Regions from separate parts of the Gossypium hirsutum genome. Here region 1 is linked to region 2. A link is a contact called in public Hi-C data. All regions are on one chromosome and are shown on one strand. Each heading gives the region's core, a stretch centred on a gene start, on an enhancer-like site or on the middle of the called end of the contact. The rest is flanking DNA. Distances are from core to core; before and after follow the strand shown. Region 1 holds the start of LOC107949048 (RNA demethylase ALKBH10B). Region 2 holds the start of LOC121204967 (GDSL esterase/lipase At1g54790).

Region 1 (7,129 bases), core at 1,696-4,195, 290 kb before region 2:
TCACTTGAAACAAGCAATTGCGGATTAATGAAATGAACAATCCACACTACAAATTCTTTTAGATGGTAACCTGTTAAAACATGAAACAAGAAAAGGAAAAAGGCAACCAACCATTGTATAAACACGTAACGCACCCCCAACGAACTTCAAATCTAAACCCCTAAAACTAAATTGACCTCTTTTGAAGTACTTGGCTACAGCCAGTATAAGTTATGGTAATCATTGAATTCATCAAGCAGAAACATGAATCTAACTATACCTGTTTCAAACTAAGCTACAACAGAAGGGATAACTATTTCAAATCTTCATCATAATATTTCTAAAACAGGCTCAACTCGGCAAGGCTTTAAAGTGGGATGGCACCTGACAATTCCCCATTCTGGCCGGAAGATCGAAGTTCACTCATCAAGTTACTCAGCTTAGCCATCTCCGACTCGGTGAATACGTCCTCATACAACTTCAATCCTTTCACAACATTCACCTGCATTACGGATATCGGTAAATAAATAAAAAACGAGATATCTTATTACAGGTATCAGTAAATAAGTAAAAAAAAAATGAACACACCATGTGGCCCTTTACATGTTCCTTGGCAGAAAAACCTTTCGTCAGCTTGATTTGAGAAGGGCGTGCATCACATTCTTCATGGTTAGAACAAATGTCGATGTTTTCCTCAACATGTTGAATTTCCTGTGACCCTTCATTTTTTTTATTGAATTATTATTAAAAAAATAATATTAGTTCTAACGTAGGACTTAGCTGTGTTATCTTTTAATTAAATTGGCCTTTAGAACACTAATTTCGCGTTAGGATAGGTACAACATAAAGACAGAATAAACTGCAGCTTGTCCTCAAGTCGGATACCATAACCTGCTTTCCAAACAATACCAAATTTACTCTCTTTTTTTCCTTTTTTCCTGTCGTGGAATTCAATTCGATCATCATTGGATCGCTCGCTCAAAAGGGCGACATGACCAGGGAAAAGCAAACTCAGTCAACCGAGTCGACTCAGCTCGAGTCGAGCAAGTTTAGTTGAGAAATTCAGGTGAATCCCCTCCTACAACTAACCCCAAGCAAACAGCACGGTCCACGTGATATCATGATGATGCAAAAGTTGGAGGATTAGACGGTTGAGATGAGAAGCCGCCTAACCATTAAAATCATTGGAACCATCCCCGGGCGGAGAACTCAAATTAACTGTAAAACTGAATCAGCCGAACCCTTTCTCTGTTTTTTTCTAAGGTTTTGGCCTCGAAATCCTCAAACTCGTCGCTTAAACCTCGGGAACATGCCTACCGTATATGACTACTGTACTATTACTCTTTCATCATTAAAAACATTTTTTAATGCAAAACATATTAATAAAAGATCACCTTTTTAATTAAAAAAGGGGGAAATTTTGATCTCGTGAAAAGTACGACATCTCTTTTGGTTTTTTTACCAGGAAACCGTGAATTTGAAGAATCTTATAGAAAAAGGGCGGAAATTTTTACTTTTTTAATGAAAACCCTGCATCATGATCTAATCTCCACGTTGAATTCAAAGTCAGAGAAAATTTTGAAAAGGCACTGGAAACGTTGAATATCTGATCAAACCTGGAAATATACATCATTTTGTTTGGTTACATGGAAAATGAAGGAAAATGATTGCGCCTTTTTACACGAAAGAAAAAAAGAAGGGTATAAAGAGATTCAATTTCTCGCTTGACGAAACACCGTAAAAATTGAGATTCAAATGCCTTACGCCTCTCTGCCATTAGAACAGACAAAAAAAGGCGACATTTTTCTCTTGTCTTTTTGGTTGATTGATAAAAAAGGAAAAAAGAAGAAAGAAAGCAAATTTGAAGAATTCAAGAAAGAAAGAAAGCAAATTTGAAGAATTCAAGTAACCAAACTGATCGATTGGCAATAATGGAAGAAAACAGAACCAAGGCCAGAGTTTTGTTTTTTTCAAGCACAGTGAGTGTCGTAGGAATCCCAGTAACTTGGCCCGATTTTCCGTTGAAAATTCCAACAGGGAAACACCCAGAAAATAGGCAAGATCCAGAGGATCAAACAGAAATGAGTTCAACAGAGGAACAAATCGTAATCAATGTAAATATATATATAATTGAAAAACAATCAAACTTTATAATAGAAAATCACTTTTTTCTTTTAGTCGTGAGGTTACCTGAATCAGTAATGTCACTGTCAGGGGAATCTTCTTCTTCCTCGCCACCAACTTCCCCATTTGCTTCATTTTCCACCACTTCCTCGGCGACTTTCTCCTCCTCTTTCTCATCATCCAAACAACCGCCGTCTTCTCCTCCTCCGCCACCGCCACCTTCCACTTCCTCCTTGCCAATTCCATCTCCTCCTCCGGTCTTCTTGGCAGTCACCTGTTTCAGCTCCACCGTCACATCAGCAATGGAGTGGTACTTCTGCATATGCAACACCGGAATCCAATTCAACCGCCTCCTGTGGATCGCCGCGAACACCGCCTCGTACTCGGATCCTTCACCGCCCCCTCCTTGAAGCTGCGCCAAATGACCGCAAAGAGCATCGATGATAGCATTGGCCGCCGCGAATTCCCCTCGGAACCAAGAAATGATCGTGTCCTTGGCCAAAACATCAGCAACAGCCGGCACAGCTTGCATCATCGGTACCACCGCTGCTGGTCCCATAGCTTGAACCCTTTCCCTCGGAGTCGCTGCCCCCGCCGCCATTGGCATCTCTACCGTCCACCCTTTCCCTTTACTAATTTGACCAAATAGGAGGAAGCCGGAAACAACTTTTCTTCTGGGCTCTCCGGATGCTCCGAAGATTGAGTATTGGGAGAAATACCTGTCGGCCGATATTTCAGTTGATATTGTTGAGAGAATGAAAACAAGGCTTTGAAAGCAAGATGGTGGAAGCTACAATATGGGTTTTTGTTTTGTATTTTTTTATTATTGTATTGGTGTTAGAGAAGAGGCAGAGGGTTATATATTTTGAGGAGCTTTTAGGGAGTGACTTGTCCGTACGTGTGGTGCCCACCCAGAAGGTGGTGACATGGCAGCCTATGGAGATGGTGACGTGGCTTAACCAAGTGGAAGGAATGGAAATTCCAAAACCCTGTAGTCATTGTGAAATTACCATTCCACCCCGTGAATGAATAATATTAAATGTTGCTGAGTAATTACCATCTTCTATGGCTAAATACAAAGATATCACCTTAACCATTATTACATTTACTTTGGGGGAACACCATACACACTCTCTCTCTCTCTTTTTTTTTTTTAAATAAATACAGTAGGAGAGGAGAGGTTGAGAGTTTTGACTATGCTTTTTTTAGAGTTAAAAAAAAAATCAAAATCTTTTTCTATATTTGATTATTTTTCCCAAGTCCAACGCAACCACCTGAAACAAAAACAAGTACCATTAGCACATGCCCATGGAACATTTCACATCACTTTACAAACGCAAATAAAAATCATTTCTTTGCTTCATTCCCTAATTTACATCTTTATTGCGAAAATTATTGGTTACATTAACTATCAAATTTTTAATTAAAACTAGATCCATCTCAATTTTGATGAGGGTGGCTTATAGTTTAAGTCAAACTTAATCAAATCAAAAATTCATTTTAATCATATTTACCTCAATTCATAAATAGAAAAATAGTACGTTTCAATCCTTTGAATTTTTTTATTTACAAAAAGAAATCACGTTCCAAAAATCAAAAAGGTAATTATTTATTTCAAAGTGCATAGTAAATGTAATTTAATTTTCATTGTCCTTTTATAATTTTTCAGAGGGTCTAGAAAGAAATATTCTTGTCCTAAGTTTGACAAATTGATTCGGATACCTAATTTCTTTATTATTATTTTTGGTAAAAAAGAATGAAAGTTTCAAATTGAAGTAATTGGTCATTTTGATATTCCAACATTAAACGTCTGTTGAATTGTAGAAATTAATTTGAGATTTGAATTTCCTAACAAACCAAACTAGGGCTGCGCCAGGGTAGGTCCAAAAATGCTAAATTTACCGCTTTACTTCCTTGTATTGGTACAATTAATAAACGCGATCCACCATTTACAATCTAGATATGTGAATCCCCCTTTCATCTTCTCCTTATATTTACATTTTGATGGATTAATGATAAAATTACTAAAAATTCTATAATTCAAATTTCATCCTCCAAAAATATTGGAGATGTTTATTTACCATATATGTTTGAAATATAATTTAATGGTACTACCAGTTTGACAAGTAAGGAAACAGCATCCATGCTTTTACACCTAAATGATTATTTAACATCTTAAGACATTAATAAATCAATCACGTTTATCTTACTTGGCCTCTACTCCTATAGCATCCCATTATTTACTTCAATCCAAATTAAAGATGTGTATATTAATTGTCTACAAAATCAAAAATATATCATATGTTTTTTTATTCATTTTACTCACATTGCAATCAATCCTATTATAATTAAACACGTGGGAATATAAAGGATGCAAATAGTGAAGAAGATGACATGCCATGTTCTTATATGTTTGTGTTATATGACATTTGAAATTATTTTATATTTTAATTTTTTTTTTTTCATAAATGTTAGTGAATAGAGGAGGAACCAACCAACCGAAGCAAGTTGGCGAACCAAAGGGGGGGGCGGGCTAACAAAAATGATGGACATTGACGACAAACAAAAGGTGGGCAATGTTGTGTGGGTCCAACACTCCACGTTCTCATCATTTTAGAGAGGGAGAGAGTTGGTTATAAGGAGGGTGGTGGGGTTCACTTAACGACGGACCCTCCGTTGTTGGCACATATTTAATACACCAGAGAATGTAAGGTGCGCCGGGACCCATCAAGGGAAGGGTCAGTGAGGAACCCCTCCGCGCCTGCTCTCCAGCCATTGTTGTGCGCCACCGAACCAAACTAACCAACATATTTACGGACAATGCCTCCCCCACTAATCACAAGCCACACACTCTCTTTTACCGCCCGCTACTGTTTTCTTCCTTCTTCTTTTTTTTTTTTATTACTATATCTTTATTGTATTTTAACCTTTTATTGAAAAATAAATACATTAATCACTGAATATTAGATAACTGATAAAAATAGTCTCTTCATTTAATTTTGGTGTTTATATATAAAATATAATAATAATTTTAATCCTCAAATTTTATATACTTATTCAATTTGACCTCTACTTTTTTATTGCAAGAATATTAGAATTTTTTCAAACTAGTAAGATTAAAAGGTCAAAAAGCCCTTAGTAACAAGTTTAAAAAATCAATTAAACTCTTTTAAAAATTATTTTTTAAAAAACTCATAAAAATTATAAACAAAAATTATAAAAATTTTATTAAAAAATAACAATCCCAATCCATTAAAATCTAATGGTCATAAGATTTTAAAAAAAATTGACCCCTACTCTTTATTGGGTTGGTATTTTTATTTTTTAATAAAAATTTATAATTTTAAAATTTTTATACTTTTTTAAATTTTAAAAGGGTTTAATTGATTTTTTTTAAATTGTTAAGTCTTTGTTGACCCTTTAGTCTTATTAGTTTCAAATTTTTTTAATTTTCTTCCAATAAAGAGAGCAGAGATCAAATTACATAAATGTGTAAAGAGTGAGGGTTCAACACCAATATAAATATTTAATGATGCAATTTTAACAGATAAATTATTTTCCTCATTGATCAAAATATAAAAATTAATTTATCCATAGAAAATAAAAACTAAAATGCAATCATAGGGGATTTTGTACTACTTTGACTAGAAAATTACAAAGTTTTGCAGCTAATAAAAAAATAAGTTGAGCTGTCTTATTCCCAAATCTAATAAATCAAAAGTTATAAGAAGTTTCCTTAATTGTTTCCAAGTTATTTTTGTTGGATGACATGGATTATGCTGCTTGATTCAACCTTAATTAGGTCTTCTTTGTTGTTGTTTTTTTATTATTTATTTGTCATAATAATTATTAAAGTTTAAAATATCATGCCATTTACATTCGCTTTCATGATTGGTTGGTCTTTCATTTGTTTATTTTAGCATTGGATACTTACTTTAGAATAAATCCTTGCATCCATCTTTACAATATAATATTAAAATAAAAAATAGAAAATTACTAATAATAACACGGCTAAAACCAAAATCACATTTACCATCGAAATAACACAAAGTTCAGAACCAAATCCTTTTTTAACTACAATTCTTTACACGATTGACCAATTGTTGTTGAATGTAGAATAATTAGGGAATGAAATCTTACAGGCTTAGTTTGATTCGTTTCTATCGTTATTTAGATTTTCATAAATATGTATATAGAAATTGGGAATGTAATGAAAATACACCCATTGGACAGATACGTGTAATTTGAAGTTGAAAAAAGATGTCTTGTCATGGAACCTATCTCAATTTATTACAAAATCATCATGTTATTCGCTACTCTAATAATGGACACTTGATAGTGTTCAATATCACAACTTCAACTATAACTTTTTTCTTGTTTTTGTTTTTGTTTTTGTTAGAATTAAATGACCCGAATTTTTATTTAAATAAAATATGATGAAAAAAATAAAAGTAAAATTCATATAGAACTAGACTTCTTTTATCTTTTTTTTTTTTATTTTAGAATAAGGTTTTTTAAACCTTATTAAACTCCATCTATTTTATATTGATTAGGATAAGGTCTTTCAATCCTACTAGAATATGGCTTTACAAGCCTATAAATAGACATAGTTTATTCCTCTTGTATTGATTCAAATTTTCGACATAGTGAATTTTCTTCTCCTCTGCCCGTGGTTTTTTTCCTGAAAGGGTTTCCACGTAAAATTTGTTTGTTATTTTATTTTATTTTATTTTCACAAATTGGTATCAGAGCTTCAAGGTTGTTCATCTCGATCACGGTAATGACATCTTTGAAGTATGAAATTCCGCTGTTAGATTGCAACACCAGATTTGCGTTGTGGCAAATTAAGATGCAAGTAGTTCTTGCACAGATGGATCTGGAGGATGCCCTACTAGGGATAGATAAGATGCCTTTGACATTAACAGATGAAGAGAAAAAGCGTAAGGATAAGGATCGAAAGGCGTTAACACAATTACATCTGCATTTGTCCAACAAAATTTTGCAGGATGTGATGAAAGAGAAGACT
Region 2 (6,951 bases), core at 1,910-4,409:
AAGGCTTTGTCAGCTGAGCAAAAAAAGTAATATATATTTCAATCCAAAACCGATGGCTTACCTACCCTTATCATGCATGCCAATTAAAGAGAGGAGAAAGTAAAATAAAGATCCTCAAATTGCATTAACAGAAAAAAAAAAAAAGCTCCTTAATTTCTCCCTATTTTCACCTTTCATTTAATTTAATATGAGAAAGAATTGCCATATCGATCAATGGTTTTCATATTTATAAAATGAAAGAAAAAAAGATTGCATGTTGGTGACATTTCGTTTTTAATCACCGTCGAGCAAAACTGGGAGCAGTACCATGCATGGTGTTCTTTTGTCATTTTTTGAGATGCTAACTTATTCTCTGCAAAATGGACATTCAAGCTAATTATTGCAGAGGTCAATTGTTTGTTCTACCCATCACCGCATTTCCAAAATTTATGATTTTGGGTTGCTAGCAACTCTGAAAATGATATGTTCTTGGGTGAATGCAATGGTGTTTGAGGGGACATATGATCTTTAATGATCCTTTGCCTAGGCAACCTATGTGCTTAAACTGCATTTTTCTCCTATTTGTTTGGCTTTAATTGTTATTTTAAAGACTCTTTAATGGCAGTGGCACACTTATCCCCCATTCAGCATAACCAGGTTTCAAGCACCTTTCCAGTTGATGAAGGGATGTTTTCAGCAACAACTTTGGGATCAACTAATTTTTGTTAGACTTGTCAATTGTACGATGAATTTGGATTGGTTTAATTCGAGGTTTAAAAGTTTTTAGATTATTTTGGTTTAGTGTTAATTTTGGGTTAAAAGTAGTTTCAAATTAAGATTAAATTTAGAATGGAGTAGTTTTGGGGTTTGGGTAAATTTGGGTTTAAGTTGAATGGGTTGATGTTGTTGACTTTTAATGATCAAATCTAGTTGATCAGTGTAAGTTTATATTGATCAAGTCAGATGTTTGGGTTTGGATTAAAATTGATAGGTCTAATTTCTATTTTAATTCAATATTGATCAAACTATAATTGACAAGTCTTTTTGGATCAAATCATTACATATTCGAATAATTTTAGGTTTCGGTCACTTTAGTTTGAAGTCATGTTTAGGTTAATTGTTCGAATCATTTCGATTTTGGGTCATTTGATTTTGAGTTAGTTTCAGATTAATTTAATTTAGATTCAAGTCCATTTAGGCTCCAAATGAAAGGTTTGAATTGTTGGTTACCTTTTGAGGAATAAATATTAAAATTATACATAAATGTTGATATAATGTATAACCTTATACCTGAATTTTGATTTTATATTGAAATTTTGATTAAATTAATGTATGTATTTATTTCTTTAAATACTTATAATTAAATCAAAAATTAAAATTTTATGTATAAAATTGATATTTATCCCTTGATAAAATCGAATTTTTTGGTTTAGATCAAAATTGATGGGTCCAATTTTCATTATATACATATTCAGTACCGATGAAACTATAACACTTTCCAAGAACCCTTTTGGTTTTCTGCAGAACAAATTGTCTTTCTTTAAACATATTTTGCCCATTATTTCATCTATATTCTTCCCATTGTCATATGAAAACTGTGATCATAATCAATAAAAAAGTACAAATCGAATACAAACAGCATTTGATTTGGTCAGGTAAGCAATGGTGAATTCCTCAAATGAGGTGAATCAGAGTAGTTTCCGGTTAGTATTTCATCTGCAACAAATCTATTTGCAGCTTCAGTGTAATGAGTCCCATCCCAGTTTATATACTCAGCTGTATTATTACATGGATTTGCTGTCACAATGCCCCCATTCAGATCCTTGGTAACACCACAAGCAATCCTAGTGTCGAAATTCAATGGCGGCCCACCGTAACCACAACATACTGCTAATGGTTGCTGGAATCCTGAAAGCAAATCCGAGTCGATTGGAGTAAAACATTGAAAGAAAAAAAAAATGATTAATGGCTTGCTTACCGTATAGAGAATAGTTTGAGATGAGGTTCAGCTTTATCGAGTAAATGTCGACATAAGTGATGTTAGCTTCAGGCGATTGTGCTAAGAACTGTAGGCACATATCGTGGAGTTTCTTGTTGAAAACGGTAGCTGCTCGGTTGTGTGAAGCAACGCAGCCGTATTCGTCCAAGTTTGACGGTTTTCTCCCGAACGTAGCGATGATTCTCGGCAAGCATCCGAGGGGACCTGTGTTATGAACCCAGAAATTCCTTGCACCTGCATCATATAATCTCTGAAAAAGGAAAAATACAAAGCATCATAGTTATTCATCTGAACTATAACTCGTATAATACTTTCAGTGTTGGTTTAAGACAGGGCTAGAGAGAACAGAACCTTCATTCCATAGTTGAGTTCTGTTATAAGCTTTGAAATGAAAGCAACAACTTGTTCATCCGATGCCGAAAAATAGAATACGCCGTCGAGATCGTTCTGGCCGATATCAAACATGTAAAGGGCCTTGTTGAAATCATCTTCCGCGGGGAGATAACTCTGAAGCTGCTTGTCTGGAAAAAAAAACAAGAACCATTTTCAACTTGTCCCAAAAAAACATAGAAGCTTGTCCACTGATATGAACAGAGATACCTTTAGAAAGCAATGTAAGAGCTCGATTCTTGAACCTGAAGAATTGAGATAACTGAAGATTAAAGGAAAAAGGGTTTGTTGAAGCCGCATTTGCAGGAAGAATGGTAGATCCTCCTGTAGCAAAATTGCACCCTGTTTGAAAATTAGGAGAGCCAACAGATTCCAAATATGGGTTCATGTAAGGAAACTCCATTGCCTCCACTGCCAAAAAAATAAAAAATAAAATCAGAAACTTAATGTGGATCATATGAATGCAATGGAAGGAAATGGAGGTACTTAGAAAATCAATGATCAAGCGACCATCACAGAATCTGCCAGAGGGTTCATGGAAGTAAGTTTCCCCATTAAATTGTGTCATGGGAAAAGCTTTTCCGGCAACTAATCCACCCGTGTCGGAATTCGAGTCACCGAAGTTGAACACTGCCGGATAATTCAAACTCAAGGGGCTAACAGTAGGCCAAAAGGAACAAAGGAAAGCTAGTTTTAAAAGGGAATGAAGAATATACAGAAGAGCCATGGAAATGGGGGGAGCTGTGACAAAATCTTTGGCAAAAGCAAACAATTGTCTTGATTTCCTTATACTGGCAGGACACGTGATGATAAAATGGTTGGTAGGATGTAGATTTCTTGTAGTTGAATTAAAGTGAAAATTAAATGAAGGGTCAATTTTTTTTATCCTCAAGTTTCAACTCCGACAACAGTTGTTTATTAAAACACTTCATGGCTAATATACTATGAGGAGGATGTCTTATATGCCGGAAGTTAATCCGTGAACAAAGGATTTGGACATATATTATCTCTGTGAAACAAAACAAAACACCTTTCCTGCTTCTCTCTTCCTTCCATGTTTTTATTATCATATTTAGTCCATTGAAGGCTTCGAGGTCAGTTCAGTTTTAATCCTCCTCATAATAATATTTCATAATTAGAATTTGATTTTTTTCGAATTTTAAGTGAATCAAATCAAATCAACTCGAATAAGTAAAGTCGAATTAAATTTCACAACTCGATAATTCAAATAACTTAAATAACAAATTAATAAAAATACCCTCAGAGTCCATGACAATTTTAAAAATATGCAAATTGATCCCTCTAAAAAAATGCTAAAAATTCAAAATAATATTAAAAAATCCAAAAATGTTTGCAAAATATTTCTTTCCAAAATTTTTATAAATAAGTATTACTAAAAATCTTTTAAAATATAAAAAATACTAAATTATATATATATTTAAAATATGAAAACAACAAATTTCAGGCATTAAACAAGTAAATTATCAAATCAAGTTTATTATATTAATTATCTTGTTTTTTTCTCTTATTTTTGTTTTAAAAGAATTTTGAAATACACATTATATTTATGTTCTTTAACTTGGAATTTAGTCATATGGTCAACAAAATTTTAATATGGTCGGTTTAATTTTTTTAATTTAACTCAAACAATTTTATTTGATTCAAATCTTATTTTACTAGATTCAATTTAAAAAAATTTCAAATCAAATTAGGATGATAAAATAGGATTTATAAATTCAAAATTTTTTTACTCAACTCGACTTGATTCAATTAGATGCTTACCCCTATGAACTTGGTCCAAATGTTTGGAGAAGAATTTGGTAAAATGCTTAAGAGGGTCATTATATATGGTTATATTAATTTTATTTAGTAATTTTTTAAAAAAAAAATCCTTGTTTTTATCAAACTTTTCATGCAAGAAGTACATTTCAGCCTTAAAGTTGGCTCTTACAGGATTTACTCACAAAGGAACAGAGAGATTTAAGTTAGGGAGAAATGATGGGAGAAGGGGAGATTAACCCAAAGAAAGTACAACAGCTAAATTGTAAGCTAAGTCTAGAACTTTACTTGTTTAATTAAAGGAAACGAGCTACAATGACAAAATTGTTTCTTTTATACAATATAAGAAAGGTGTTTTTTTTCTTGACCAGCTAGCAATATATTTAGATGAGGATTTGACCTGAGTTTGGAACCCAAGTGTAAAATTATAAGGCCACAGTCCATGCTTTATGGATAGCTGATGCAGTGCTTCAAGGCCCAAAATGAGAGCTCGAGGAAGCGGCCATTACTGGCTAACCAACGAAACTCAATTGCTACTAAAATAAGTAATCGAATCGTCGGCTCTCCGCTCCATCAAATTTTCTTTTTCATCGCATCTAAGCAAAACCCAGAAACCCGTCCCTCTCCTTCTACGCAGAGGAATCAAAATCATGGTATTCTTCTTTTTGGGGACTCCCAAACCTTCATATGACATATGTTTGTTCTCATTCAATTGAGTTCGTAACTATGTTCTTCTATTCATTCTCCAATGGGCGTCCTTTTGATTTTTTTTTCTTTTTTTATTATGATTGGTGCAGTTGTTCTTTTCGTATTTCAAAGACTTGATGGGAAGAGAAGTGACGGTGGAGCTGAAGAACGATTTGGCTATTAGAGGAACCCTTCACTCCGTTGATCAATACCTCAATATCAAGCTCGAGAATACTAGGGTTGTCGATCAAGACAAGTATCCTCACATGGTATTCCCCCTTTCCTTTCCTTTTCTTTTTTTCATGGGTGTTTATGAACGAATTACTTAGCTTGTCTAACAAAAGTTAGGGTTTCTTTTTCCTTTCTTTTCATTTTAGTCGTTACTTGGAAGAAATGATTTGGGTATTCTACGTTCCTACTTTCCTTTCGCCCCAATCTGCCTTCTTCTTCTTCTTCTTCTTCTTCTTTTTTGTTTGGGGGGTGGGGGAGATGGCAAACAGGGGGCATGATTGAAGCTGAATTCAGGGTTTATTCGGTTTCTTGTATGCCCTGCCTTTCCTTTCTGATTGTTTATTTGAATTTTGTTTTGTATCTGATTTTATACTGAATGTCTACCACTTAATTCGTTCCAATGTAGCTGCTTCATGAATTCTCTGTTAACTAGTTAGTAGTTCACGTTGTTTTAATCCTCCAATAGTATAGAAACGATGAGCCTAAAAAAGATTTCTGTTCTTCTGTTATCAGCTGTTGTTCTTTTTTTCTATTCTGCTTTGCATAAACGGTATTTCTTTGCCCTGTTGTCAGTGAAAGTTTACTTCTAGGGTTTATCTGTAGATGAAAATTTCAAGTAGTTTACTGTAATGGGAATTTTTGAAATTCAACGTTTAGATGATCTTGTTTATCGAGAAGAACAAAACCCTTTAATTCTAGAATATCAAGTTGAATTCGTCGTTCTGGGATTAGCTAGCTAAGGTAGGGTGTGTCCCAAGATGGGAGTCACTTATCAATCTGTTAGGACATTTGATAGAGGCTTTGCTCATTAGCTTTTCCATTGTAGCCTGTTGAAGGTGTTCGAAATAAAGCCAAAAAGGGTAAAGACAAATGTGAAACCTTGGGTTAAATGTAATCTCACAGTAAGTTTCAAGATATAATTCCTATTTTGCTCCAATGGTTATATAGAGCAACAGTTGGAAAATTGGATTCGGAAATATTGTGTTTCGTAGCACAGAATATGCCTTGTCAATGTTAGCATGGTGATACATGGTCTTGCATTTGCCAAGTAGGATTATTGATGCTGGATGACTGTATTACGCTCCACCTGAAAGAATTTCATGTTAACGTTTGGCATTGGATATCTCAGTGTAAAACCGGTATAATAATTGATGTTGTCAAGAAGATTTAGGCAGGATAGTGTATTCTAAATTCGCAATACAGCTTTAAGCTGCTTAAAATAAGAGTAGCAATGCAATCTAACTTGCTAATCTCTGGGAAAAGAGAAAAAAGATAAGGCAATTCAACTTGTTTGGTGATATATAGGATGGGTTGATGCTCTTCCCGGCCATCCATCCACTTTCACCTCATTAAAGTGTGCCACAAATGCAGTGATGTTGGACTGTATCAAATTTGATGTCAATCTGCAAATCATTTTCTGTTTTAGGTTTTGCCTCTTTTTGAATTTCATGTTTTTCTTTTGCCTTATGACTATGTCAAGTCATTTCATGTTGAGTATTGATTGCATGGAATTCAAGTGATATGCATGCAAATCCCAGTTTTCTTATACATATATATATGTGAACTTTTTGATTCAGAGACTGCTATAGCTTTGAGATACTTTATTGCTACTGAATAGTATTTCTTAACATAAAGTTGGTTCCTTCTCTCTTCTCCTGATCCGCTATTGGTTTCCTGTTGTTGATTTTCATCCATTTTTCTTTTACATCGACCTAGAGGTGCTCATGGGCCGGGTCAAGTCTGATTCGAGTTAGGTTTAAGCATGATATTAACATACTTTATGCTTGTCCAAACTTGGCTTGACCCGAAATTTGGGCTTAAAATTTTGCCCAAACCTGCCCATATTTGCAAAAGGTTAACCTAAGCCCATTTTATGCTCGCCCATA

The links. A called contact is a pair of places that touch in the nucleus more often than the background predicts.
Region 1: a Hi-C map of leaf shows a contact between it and region 2, with 2.0 times the contacts expected there. The contact joins the promoter of LOC107949048 here to the promoter of LOC121204967 in region 2. A contact is called at or near these places in 2 of 34 Hi-C or Micro-C datasets (both in leaf).

What each region holds. Positions count from the first base shown.
Region 1 is chrA08:13,568,139-13,575,267 of Gossypium_hirsutum_v2.1, reverse strand. It overlaps LOC107949048 (RNA demethylase ALKBH10B), which reads right to left and starts at 2,945. Exons shown (of 5, transcript XM_041075879.1): 1 at 2,170-2,945. The coding sequence starts at 2,710.
Region 2 is chrA08:13,283,506-13,290,456 of Gossypium_hirsutum_v2.1, reverse strand. LOC121204967 (GDSL esterase/lipase At1g54790) reads right to left here and starts at 3,159. Exons shown (of 5, transcript XM_041075878.1): 1 at 2,855-3,159; 2 at 2,579-2,779; 3 at 2,330-2,499; 4 at 1,958-2,228; 5 at 1,561-1,887. The coding sequence starts at 3,095. The coding sequence ends at 1,631. LOC121204966 (sm-like protein LSM2) reads left to right here and starts at 4,568. Exons shown (of 3, transcript XM_041075877.1): 1 at 4,568-4,800; 2 at 4,945-5,103. The coding sequence starts at 4,798.